Regions from separate parts of the Zea mays genome. Here region 1 is linked to region 2. A link is a contact called in public Hi-C data. All regions are on one chromosome and are shown on one strand. The core of a region is the stretch at or near the end of the contact, and the rest is flanking DNA. Distances in the headings are between cores, read along the strand shown. Region 1 has its middle 12 kb from the start of LOC100381820. Region 2 holds the start of LOC100273579 (phenylalanine ammonia lyase9).

Region 1 (6,584 bases), core at 2,509-5,008, 55 kb before region 2:
GCTAGCATTATTTGGTGTTCTGCAATCGAGGTGGGCAGTAGTCTGGTGTCTAGTATATGACTAGTCGCGTTCATACATTAGTGATATATTGATCGCATGCATTGTAATGCACAACATGATAGTGGAAGACGAAAGGGGGATCACAATGAACTGAAACTTTGACAACCTAGTCCTTATTGCTAACACAAGCCAAGGCAAAACGCATGAACGTGGTTCGTTCGTGCCAGAGCACCACCATCTGAACACACTTACTTCTAGCTTCAGTGCGACCTCATCAAGCATAACTAGGCTTTACTTGGTTCAGGTGCATCATACCACTAGTGGTCAAGGTAGGAGTGTTGGCATCAATGTGGTATGTGTATGTTGTCGTTTGTATGTGTATGTCGTCACATGCTCAACACCCCTTATGGTACCACTACCGGAATCGCGTTCTTTGCCGAGTGTCTAAGACACTCGGCAAAGGCTATTTTACACTCGGCAAAGGCTTTGCCGAGTGTAACACTCGGCAAAGAACACTCGGCAAAGATTTCATCGGCAAAGGGTTCTTTGCCGAGTGCTTTTTTTTGGACACTCGGCAAAGACTTTGCCGAGTGTCAAAAAGCACTCGGCAAAGAAAAACACTCGGCAAATTATGAATCGAAAAAATAAAAAAAAACAGCAAAACATTTTTTAAATTCTAGAAACAACTCCCCTATTACCTTACCCGTTGCCCTATCATTTTTCACTATTATTTTGAATCAAACTTATATGTTTTGTAAATGGTGAGATTCGAACTCGCAACCTCTCTCTCGCGCATACCATCCTATATCACTACACTACTACACCAATTATGTTTATATTATGTTTCCATTCCCCATGTACTATAACAAATCGAGAGTAATTTGATTATTTAAGGCACTAAATGAGTTCATTTGAAAATGTGACCAACTATAAAGTTGCATAACTTTTTGAGATCTAAAAGTTTTATTTTAATAGTTTCTACATCCGAGACCGTTTATAAAATTTGAATTTTAAATTTAAAAACTTCACATGAAATTTTCAATGATAAGATGATTTCAAATCAAAAAATTGTCAACTACAAAGTTTCATTACATTTCAAGACCTACAACTTTTATTTTGGTGGTTTTTCCATCCGAGACAGTTTCAAAAATTCAAATTTCAAAATTCAAACATAGTTTTGTATAACAAGATGATTTCAAACTAAAACATTGTCAACTACAAAGTTTCATAACTCTTCAATACCTACAACTTTCATGTTGGTGGTTTTTCCTTTCGAAGTCGTTTTCAAAATTCAAATTTTAAATTTTTTAAATTCAGACGTAGTTTTCGTTGACAATATGACTTCAAATGAAAAAGTTGTCAACTATAAACTTCTCAAGATCTACAAAGTTTATTTTGGTTGTTTGGTAATTTGTTTATCTCAGATGATGGTTCTAACAATATGCACAAATTCTATACGTCTCTTTCGTAGTTTCATAAACTACGAGAGAGATATAGGTTTTATGAACAAATTTATTTTTATTTTGTCATATGAAGAAATGTTCAATATATAAATTGTACATCATGATGAGTTATACAAATTTGTAGTTGAAAACTTTTTCATTTGAATTAATTTACTACTTTAAAATGTGATTTTTAAATTGTCTTTGCCTAGTGTTGGAGAAAAAACACTCGGCAAAGAGCTCTTTGCCGAGTGTTGTATTTGTGACACTCGGCAAAGAGCCCTTTGCCGAGTGTCAAAAAAAGACACTCGGCAAAGAAACTCTTTGCCGAGTGTCAAAAATAAAACACTCGGCAAAGAGCTTCTTCGCCGAGTGTTTTCTTTTACCGAGGGTTTTTTGCGTGGCACTCGGCAAAGAGCTCTTTGCCGAGTGCCCGAAATAAAACACTCGGCAAAGAATATGACACTCGGCAAAGAGCCAAATTCCGGTAGTGTACCAGTCCTTTTACCGGATGCTATTGGAGACCATCTCAGAGCTTGTGCTTCACATGTTCGCCTCCACGTGATGCACAAGGCGTGCGAACACGAGGCGGTCCAGTCATCGGTTGGTCTAGTCCTGAAAACAATTTTGCTGCAACTGCACTGGTGTGTTCTTCCGTTTGGTCACCGGCTTCTACACTAAACAAACTGAAAACGATTTTGCTGCAACTGTCACAAGCATACGTTTCTTTCAATCGTCGATATATGGCAGTAGTACCGAATTTTTTGCATTTTGGTCCTTCATTAGAAAAAAATTCACGTTTGGACCCTAGAAAATTTTAATGTCATTTTTGGACCCTTTACTCGGCGCCGTAGCCTGTGGCGCCGAGGTAACACAGCTCGGCGCCATAGGCTATGGCGCCGAGGTACGTGCCGCGTTGGCACAAACGGACGTTGTGGCGCCGACGTAGTGCCGAGCTCGGCGTCATAGATCTTGGCGCCGAGCTCTGTTTTATACAGAAAACTTGTCTAGCTCAGTTGGTAAAATTAAAATACAAGGCTTTTAAACTTGTGGTCGTGGGTTCGAGCCCCACGGTGGGCCTTTTTTAATACCTTTTTGTCTTTGTCACTTATTTATTTTTTTGTTGTCCATATTTTTCGTATATGTCGCTAATTTGTCCGTCTTGATTTATTTCTCATCCAGTTTTATTTTTGTGACTAATTTGTTTATTCGTCCAAATTTTTTATCCGGCGAGCACAACAGTTGTATATGCAGTAAATTCTAAAATATATCATCAATGAGACAAGTATATAATGGAGTATACTTATTTAGTGCGGAAGAAAAAAAGATGAATATGTGTGCTTCTTTTTACTGGGAATATGTTATTATGGATTTAAAATTTATGTTCAAAAGAACTCAATGAAAATATAATATTTTTATTTGATCACGATTGAAGTAAGAGTGTTCTCATTAGATTTTTATTGTAGTTAGCTGAGCAAACAACGGGAGAAGTTGACGGCTTTTAAGTACTGTGGCACACAGCTGCTGTGCTCGCCGGATAAAAAAATCTGGACGAATAAACAAATCAGTCAAAAAAATAAAACTGGATGAGAAATAAATCAGGACAGACAAATTAGCGACATAAACGGAAAATATGGACAACAAAAAAACAAATAAGTGACAAAGACAAAAAGTATTAAAAAACGTCCACCGTGGGGCTCAAACCCACAACCACAAGGTTAAAAACCTTGTATTTTACCAACTAAGCTAGACAAGTTTTCTGTTCAGAATAGAGCTCGGCGCCAAGATCTATGGCGCCGAGCTCGGTACCACGTCGGCGCCACGACGTCCGTTTGTGCCAACGCAGCACGTACCTCGGCGCCACAGCCTATGGCGCCGAGCTGTGTTACCTCGGCGCCACGGGCTACGGCGCCGAGTAAAGGGTCTAAAAATGACATTAAAATTTTCTAAGGTCTAAACGTGAATTTTTTTCCAATGAAGGACCAAAATGCAAAAAATTCGGGCAGTAGTACCATATCAGGAGGCTGCCACTTTGGTTCTTTCATGAAGCGGTGGCAACCAGAATGTGTAGATCTACAAGACTGGCCAAACTGCAGTCAAGTGCATGCTGCTACCATGCATTCTGAACCCTATTAACCAACGGGCAGACTATCACCACAAAGCACAACCTGACAAGCCCCCGGCCGGGGACCGAATATATTCGTCTTTCCCCTTGTTGTGTGTCCATGTAAACGAGACCACCACAGAACCAGTGCGACCAAATGCAATGGTTCAAAGCCAGGAACCGTGTACGTACTTCACATGCATCATGCATGGATGGACGTTGCCCCATGCATATCACACTTGAGGCAACGAGGAGGCCAAGTCTCCCTTCATCTCGTTACTTGAGGGCTGGAGACAAGCATGAGAAGTGGCATCGCTTATATGCATACACGTTATATGCTATATGAATGTCTATTTATGATGTGTTTGGTCTCAGATCAAAATAGAATGAATGGGGGCGACATCGTCCCCTTGATTTCCGATGTTTACTTCGTTCGACGTGACTTATCAAACACTACAAAAACTATGACCGACTATTTCATCCCTTCTTATACATCCAATCAAACACATCCATGCACACAACAGTGAGCAGAGAGCACCGGGCGGGACCAGCATTTATGTACGGATTATTGGTGGCTGATGCATGGGCACGGCGGCCTTCACTCTTTGTGTCCTAGCAAGTGATGGTGCTAGTTTATTTTTAAACAAAATGATGACAAATAAAAAAGGGAGGGAGTAGCTAGAGTGCGAGGCACATGCAGCGTCCATGTCAGGGCTTCCTTCCTTGCCACACAATATGTCAAGTGCTCAGGTATGCAACGTATGTACAGGTGTTAGGTACTACCTAATAAACTGATGCGGTAATCGTAATCAAGGAGAGGAAAGCTCGTGTGTGTCGCATGCTAAATCGAATAGCGATGGTGATGACAGATGAGGTGAGAGGTTTAGGTGTCTCTAATCTGGCCGTTAAAAATATTTGCTAGCTTACTCAGCGAATGGTTATACAAATTACTTAATGAGGATGGGATATGGCAAGAATTACTCAAAAATAAATATCTAGGAGATAAATCTCTTACTCAAATATCTAGAAGACCAGGTGATTCCCACTTCTGGTCAGGTCTAATGAATATTAAGGATCAATTTTTTAGATGGAGCCACTTCCAGGTGAGGGATGGACAAGCTACTAGATTTTGGAAGGATAAATGGTTAACCAGCCGATCTCTTAGTGAGCGATTCTCTAACCTTTGTAATATAGTGTGTAATAAGTCGGCCTTGGTTGCACAAGTTTTTCTAGATACGAACTTTAATTTATCTTTTCGTAGAACAATTACGGGAATTAAATTAGTGGAGTGGCGAAACTTGCTATATTTGCTAAATTCGGTTAGTCTGAACCCATCTAGGGACAAATTTGTTTGGGACGAGCATAAGAATGGAATTTTCTCAGTCCAATCTATGTGCCATTTATTGATGTACAATCCTAACAACAATCGGAATAAGATGATTTGGAAACTTAAGATCCCCTTGAAAATAAGTCTTTTGTGGAATTTAGGTCGAGGAGCGATCCTCACAAAAGATAATTTAGCCACAAGACGATGGAAAGGTAGCTTGACTTGTTGCTTTTCCAACCGAAAATGAGAGGATACAACACCTTTTTTATTGCTATATTGCCAAAAATATTTGGAGAATAATTTACTTTTCTCTAAAATAGAAATGTTCGTTAACATTAATCGTATTATCGGGTCGTGGGCAAGTAATAGTGAGCAGGGATACAAAAAATTACTTCTTACTGGAAAATCAGCTTTATTTTGGTCTATTTGGCTTACTCGAAATGAGGTGACTTTTAATCACAAACCAATACCATCAATTGTGCAGGTCATTTTCAGAGGTACTCATTTATTCAGGTTATGGAGATTCGTACAGAAGAAAGAAACACATCAACAAATTTTTGATGTGTGTCAAGCCTTAGAAGTGGTGGCGATGGAAGTCTTTGCGAATCATGGATGACGATAAAATGCAAGACTTGAGTGTGGTGTGGATAGTGTTATCCATAGTCACGATATTTAGTTCCATCAAGTTAGCTTCATTATCCAAGCACTTGTTCATTGAGTTAATAATTGACGTGTAATGGTTGTACGCATTTGATGTAAAAGCCGGAACTCTTTGTTTCCATAATAAAAAAACTAACAATCCTGATATCTTCGAATCAAGCAGGCTGTTTCGTTTCGGATTAAAGCCAGCCAAATTGTTGTAGACAAAATGTTGTAGAATCAATAGAAAATGATACGGATTAAAGCCATTTTCGAGCCATCGATAATAAGCTTCAACGTTAATCCAGCCATCTTTGTCACAATGGTTTACCGGGCAACGACCGTTGTGTAATCAGGCCTTAAATGCAATCGTGCAAACGAGTCTTCTAATTTGTTAGATATAATCAACTATATATTACATTTAACAATTAAACCCTCCTACCACCGGATCATCTAGATTTATATAAAAAATAACCTAATAAACCACAGTTATATCCAAACTTTAAAATCACTGCTCGTGCCTACACATTTGGCATGTCGAAGCCTCTCCACGATGACAAACCAGTCCTAATTTTGTTCGTTAAGAGATAACTGCTTTTGTGTTCGGTCACTTCTTAAATCCACGTATACGGTCGTCTCTCCTGGGAAGAAAGCTCTTGACATATAAATTTTATAATGTAGTAAGGATGATACACACGCGAGAGGTACTAGAAGAATATTTTGTGAAGATAGAGCCACGTCGAAGCTTGCGGAATAGGTGCCGTGCGTGATGAACATCGATTTATGGGCTCCAATAGACATGGGTTCATCGTAGCTCGCAACTATCGTGGCTGACAACCATATCAACACTGCTCGTCAACCTCCCCCTCCATCTTCAAAGGTGTAGTTCATCATGACTCGCAGCCATCGTACTTAAAGTATTTTATATGTTGAACAATATCTCAGTAAAATAATTATAATTTTTTTTGAATAAAACGAGTTAGTTAAACTTATATAAAAAAGTCAAATAAATTATAAATTAGAACAAATAGAATAGTTAATAAACCACATATAATAGAATTGTTATAAATGC
Region 2 (6,551 bases), core at 2,177-4,676:
GGCAGCGATACCGAACAGAATCACCGACTGCCGCTCCTACCCGCTCTACCGCTTCGTGCGCGAGGAGCTCGGAGCCGTGTACCTCACCGGCGAGAAGACGCGCTCTCCCGGCGAGGAGCTGAACAAGGTGCTCGTTGCCATCAACCAGGGCAAGCACATCGATCCGCTGCTCGAGTGCCTTAAGGAGTGGAACGGCGAGCCCCTGCCCATCTGCTGAACAGAGAGACGGAATGACGGATAGGAAGAAGACTGTTGTGTTCATTGTTCAATAGTTCGAAATCATTTTTTTTTTCTTCCTTTAGTTTTGCGTGGCGGGTAGCAAAGGCTAATGACTGTTTATCTGGTCATACTCTACTTATGAAACATTATATTTTCAAGAAATATATATTCCATTCTTGTTATTATTTTGTTTTAGCAGCGAAATTGGAAAATATTTCATTGCTTGAGAAAAGGCGCGGGGTAGGAACGGCAGTCCCTTTTGCATCCTCCAAACCTCTTCTCCTAAACATGGCTCCGATTTGATAATCATGATCCATTTGTCTGTTCAGTTTCACCGCCGAAAATATTTTTTAGGCATGTTTGGAAGTAAAGTATTTCAAAACCATAGTTATACAATACCACGGTTTTAAAATGTTACGACACAACTGCAATATTTTTTACATTACTCTAACTAATATGTGTCTGGAGACAAAGTATCTCAAATTATAGTATTTCGTATACATTTGCCAGGCTAGTCATAGAAAAAAATGAGTTTTAAATACTGATATAATGTTATGTTTGAACTCAGTAACTATGTAATGTTATGAATAGTGATGTACTTATGTTTGACTGATAGAATTAGAAGTAGAATTTTTATTATTAATTATCGTGATATAATGTTATTCATTTGTAGCTTGCTTGTATAGAACATAATATATGTGGCTAACCAGATGTTCATTTTTTGGTTTAAACTGAAAACCAAACACCGAACTATTCGGTTTTTTTTGTTTTCGCGACACAATGGTCGGTTGGGAGTTTTTAAAATTCAAAGTTTATAAAACTGAAGAAAATTAAACCGAACGTTCGGTTTAAATCGAATGTCCATACCTACAAGTGATACATGTTCACACTAGTGCTAGATAACCTTGCTTGTAAAGGGCAAGGACTCTTGTGACCAAGGCTACGGATGAATGTTCTCTTGTCCAATGTAGTAGCCAAGGCCCCATTGTCTATTGTCTATAAGAAAGATGCGCTTTTCAAGATTTAAGGTGTCTTTGGTTGTATTTTGAGCTGCTTTTGCTTTTAAAAAGTCGAAAGCCAACCAAAGGAGTATGAACTAAAGATGTATAAAGTAGAAGCTACTTTTTCAGAACTAGTTATTTTAGATAATACTACCTCCGTTCTCGAATAGTTATCGTCTGCTAGTTCATTTTTAAACTAAAACGTGATAAATAAAAAAGAACGGAGGGAGTACCTTTTTGAGAGCAACTTAACCTTTGACCTTTTTTTCAAATATAAAAAAATATAGAGTTGTTTCACCTCAAGGGCGATACTAAAGGTTACTATTGGATCCACCAATAGTAAAGGTTACTATTGGATCCACCAACTAGAGCTAAAGGTTCCTTCTAGGCCAATCTACGACACTAGCCATTAGACCCTGGACTAAAGAGAGGATTAGTCTCGATGCAACTGATGACTAAATCCTAAAACTAAAGCTTGATTCTCTACTAGTGTCCAATAAAAGATTTAAGTGGTAAATACGGAGTATTACGTAGACCAAGAGACCTACTTGCTTAACCGTCGTTGCCGTATTCCTATGCTCAAGCTCAATTTTTTTAAAAAAAATATATATATTTACCCTTACATAGTCCACGCATGAAACGAACCACGCGGAAACCATGCGTCAGTTGACAGGCCACCAAGAGCTGGACGAGAGTTAAAAACCTTGACCGTAAACAGCCCGATCCAATTATTTGGAAATGCCACTGAAACGTAAAAGAAAAGGACAACCTGTAGCATGCATTCGTTTCAAGGGGAAAATAATCTGTAGCATGCACATGGTCACCCTTTGTGTCTTCCCTCTCAAAGAATAGTCGCCGCCCACTACGAAGTATGCTCTACCCACCGCGTGTGACAGTAGTGCTGCTACCACCCGCTTTGAAAAAATCGGAAAAGAGTAGCGGTTCGTGCATTAGATGGATGTTGCCTAGGAGCACCTGCTCTCCACCGTTTTTTTTTTTTTTGAAAGAAATGGAAATACAATACTTCATTCGTCCAAAATTAAAGGCTGAAGCGTGGAATCTTCGCGGTACGCTTATCTGAACTTGGGATCGTCAATGAGTGTTTATCACATCAAATTTTAATGATCACAATTTGGTTGGCCACTGCTGTTTGTGAAAGTTCCACATATTGCTGCGCCAGATCCGGAGCGCCTTTCTTTCCTTGGAAGTTCGTTCTGCAGGTGCAGAATCCGGACAGAAATCGCAACAGAACACCTCTACTACTGCTATACATCCTATAGGCCACAGCTGAGACGGACTCGTGAGTCATGAGTGCTGATGTGACGAAGCCCCCCGTTTGTTTCGGCTTTTCGCAGCTTCTAGCCACCAAAAGCTGCTGCGGACTGCCAAACACTCAGCTTTTCAGTCAGTTTCTATAAAATTTGTTTGGGTAAAAACCATTCAAAATCAACATAAACATATAATCGGTTGAGTCGTCGCAATAGTAGGAATCCGTCACTTTATAGATCCTGAGCCCCATAGACAACTTTATCTTCCTCTGCACGTAGTCATAATGATACTCAAATTCTCTACACAGCCAGATTCTCACCACAGCTATATTCTCGAAAAAGCTGGTCAGAAAAAGCTGAACCAAACAGGCCCGAAGTGGACTCGTCATTTCGAGCCATTTCCTGTGACATTTCGCACGCCTGCAGTTGCAGCATCTCCAATCTCCAAGTGGTTGCGTTGCGTTGCGTGTGTGTAAGGTCCGGGCGGGCGACGGACCGGACCAACTCGACACTGACGGAGGGAGGACTAGGCAGTAGCTCGCGTCCACACACACGGGGGCTCCCCTACCAACCCCGTCGCACTCAGCCAGTGACCAGACCACCCACCTTGGGGCGCAACCGCATCTGGTGTGGTGCGCCCGTCGTCCGGCGCCGGGTCAGTGTCTCCTATCACCAGGCGGACGGCAGGCAGGAGGCCACGGCCGCGCAACGCAAGCTGCCGCGCTGGCCACTGGCGTGGCGCGCATCGGCACATGGTTGGCCGGCCCATCCAAGGGCGAGGGAGGCGTCGCGGAGTCAGCTCAGCCCGCCAACAACCTACCCACCCCGATTGCCATGCCATGCCAGTCTCTGGCCCCCAACAACCTCCCTCTCCCACCGGTGGCCACGCTATTTAAGCCCGTGCTCCCCCCCACCGTTCTCCTCAGGAAGAGCCTAGCTAGCTTTCCCCAGCTCTTCTTCCACAGCACTGTCTGTCTGTCTGTCTCGCAATTAGCTGTACTAATCCGCTAGTGGCACTGCTGCTACTCTCGTGTACTCCCAGCTATCTCCTCTCTATACTCTTGTACGTACGCACGTGTCGCAACCGCAATGGAGTGCGAGACCGGGCTTGTCCGCTCCCTGAACGGCGAGGGCCTGTGCATGTCGGCGGCGGCGGCGGCGCCGCGCGCCGACGCCCTGAACTGGGGCAAGGCCGCGGAGGACCTGTCCGGGAGCCACCTGGACGAGGTGAAGCGGATGGTGGTGGAGTTCCGCGAGCCGCTGGTGAGGATCCAGGGCGCCAGCCTGAGCATCGGGCAGGTGGCCGCCGTGGCCGCGGGCGCCGGCGGCGAGGCCCGCGTGGAGCTGGACGAGTCCGCCCGCGGCCGCGTCAAGGCCAGCAGCGACTGGGTCATGAGCAGCATGATGAACGGCACCGACAGCTACGGCGTCACCACCGGCTTCGGCGCCACGTCGCACAGGAGGACCAAGGAGGGCGGCGCGCTCCAGAGGGAGCTCATCAGGTGAGAAGATTGGGACTGACTTCGCTTCATTTCTTTTCTTTTATTTTTTTTCCCACAGCAGCTAGTTGTTTACTGCACGGGATCCCATCAGTTACTGAAGCAAACAAATGTTCAGTTTTTTTTTGGGCGCGGTGTTAGCTAGGTCGTTGTTGGCTTGGCAATACACGTTAACTACCTCAAACTTTTTATCCATGCTGGTGCACATCATTCGTGCTTACAACCTGTACAAGTATAATACTGCACTATACTGGTATCCAAATTAAAACAGTGTTGCCGCACAAATGGAAAAAGAAGAAAAAAAAGACACATCCAGGCTGTGGCCTGTGGCTGTTCATCCCACATGCAAACCCCAGTCGGATGCACCGAACCTGCCCTCTACAACGGTGCACGCGTACACCCACGCTCCGCCCAGAATTAGGTGTCACTGGCCACCGCTCGGCGGGCCACCCCTGTCCCACCGACCATACCAGCATAGTTGGGCAAGAGAGAAAGCAGGTGCGGAAGAAGAGGAAACCCCGTGCTTTCTGGGGCGTCGGCGTCGGCGTCGGCGTCGGCGTCCGGGACCGGTAGCTCGCTCACCGCTTCGATGTGAGCCGTTTCGGTTACGTACTCCACTAGTACTGGACGGACCGATACAGGTGGCCGCCCAACGGGGGTTCGCTGCCGCCGCCGCCGCCCGCGCGTTGCTCGAGCTCACGTTGCACGCGTTGCTCGTGCACAGGCTGCAACCGCGCCCGTCAGTCATAGAAACATGGGCAACCTTCGGCGCTGCGCTGTAATACGTTCTCTTTTTTTTTACCACAGCCCAGACCCAGCAACACGATTGCATTTTTCAGACTTTGTCTCGCCGCCTTATCCTACTTACCGAGTTAAAAAAAAGGCTCAACAGTACGTTTCAGAAAACTGGTTCTTCCTCATAGGAGTAATAAAGAACGCGTGCCAGCGATGAAACAACCATGGCGCAACAAACAATTAAGAGAGTGAGAGTAAGCAGTCAACTACTCATAGCATGTGGAATTATTTCCATTCATCAAAGTTCCTAACTGCCCCATATCCGGGAAGCTTCTTACCCACCAAAGCTGGCAAAATGAAGCAAAAGAATAATTTACTTGCACCGACAAGATATCTCTCTGTCCATGTGTGCGAATCCATTATTTTGTTCGCTGTTACTCGGTCTATCACGGCGAAGCATAAACTAAGCTTTAAGCGTTACTCTAATACAAAGTGGAATACAAACATAAACTGAACTCTTAAAAGTCGGCAGTCGGCAGATCCTTGTTTGATCCAAGTTAATCTTCAAGTTTATCGTATACGTACAACCCTGACCAAGTTTATTGCTCAATATTCTATCTTAAGGCTCCGAAAATTGACCTCTACTCTGTCCCGTTTCCATCTTCCAGATTCCTCAATGCTGGCGCGTTCGGCACCGGCGCCGACGGCCACGTGCTGCCGGCCGAGGCCACGCGCGCGGCGATGCTCGTGCGCATCAACACCCTCCTCCAGGGCTACTCCGGCATCCGCTTCGAGATTCTGGAGGCCATCGCCAAGCTGCTCAACGCCAACGTCACGCCGTGCCTGCCGCTCCGGGGCACCATCACCGCGTCGGGCGACCTCGTCCCGCTCTCCTACATCGCCGGCCTCATCACGGGCCGCCAGAACTCCGTCGCGGTGGGCCCCGACGGCAGGAAGGTGGGCGCCGCCGAGGCGTTCAGGATCGCCGGCATCGAGCACGGGTTCTTCGAGCTGCAGCCCAAGGAGGGCCTCGCCATGGTCAACGGCACCGCCGTGGGCTCCGGCCTCGCCTCCACCGTGCTCTTCGAGGCCAACGTTCTCGCCGTCATGGCCGAGGTCATCTCCGCGGTGTTCTGCGAGGTCATGACCGGCAAGCCCGAGTTCACCGACCACCTGACGCACAAGCTGAAGCACCACCCCGGACAGATCGAGGCCGCCGCTATCATGGAGCACGTCCTGGAAGGCAGCTCGTACATGAAGCTGGCCAAGAAGCTCGGCGAGCTCGACCCGCTGATGAAGCCGAAGCAGGACAGATACGCGCTCCGCACCTCCCCGCAGTGGCTGGGCCCGCAGATCGAAGTGATCCGCTTTGCCACCAAGTCCATCGAGCGCGAGATCAACTCCGTCAACGACAACCCGCTCATCGATGTGTCCCGTGGCAAGGCGCTCCACGGCGGCAACTTCCAGGGAACTCCCATCGGCGTGTCCATGGACAACACCCGTCTCGCGCTCGCCGCCATCGGCAAGCTCATGTTCGCGCAGTTCTCGGAGCTGGTGAACGACTACTACAACAACGGCCTCCCGTCCAACCTGTCCGGCGGGCGCAACCCCAGCTTGGACTACGGCTTCAAGGGCGCCGAGATCGCCATGGCCTCCTACTGCTCGGAGCTCCAGTTCCTGGGCAACCCGGTGACCAACCACGTCCAGAGCGCGGAGCAGCACAACCAGGACGTGAACTCCCTGGGCCTCATCTCGTCCAGGAAGACCGCCGAGGCAGTGGACATCCTGAAGCTGATGACGTCCACGTTCCTGATCGCGCTGTGCCAGGC

What was found. A called contact is a pair of places that touch in the nucleus more often than the background predicts.
Region 1: a contact with region 2 is called in a Hi-C map of leaf, with 8 times the contacts expected there. The contact joins the enhancer-like site here to the promoter of LOC100273579 in region 2. A contact is called at or near these places in 4 of 25 Hi-C or Micro-C datasets (ear, leaf and tassel) and 1 of 3 datasets of contacts at active chromatin or transcription factors (leaf).

Annotation. Positions count from the first base shown.
Region 1 is chr5:190,545,180-190,551,763 of Zm-B73-REFERENCE-NAM-5.0, reverse strand. No RefSeq gene overlaps it. Among protein-coding and RNA genes, the nearest start is that of LOC100381820, 12 kb to the left of the region's middle. Within about 2 kb of position 3,758, at least 11 of the 20 cell types and tissues checked have an H3K27ac peak or open chromatin away from gene starts, as enhancers often do. A contact at or near this core is called in leaf and tassel, where this site is marked.
Region 2 is chr5:190,490,223-190,496,773 of Zm-B73-REFERENCE-NAM-5.0, reverse strand. LOC100273579 (phenylalanine ammonia lyase9) reads left to right here and starts at 3,426. Exons shown (of 2, transcript NM_001147997.2): 1 at 3,426-3,990; 2 at 5,391-6,551. The coding sequence starts at 3,578. It overlaps LOC103627433 (phenylalanine ammonia-lyase), which reads left to right. Exons shown (of 1, transcript XM_008647730.4): 1 at 1-404. The coding sequence ends at 217.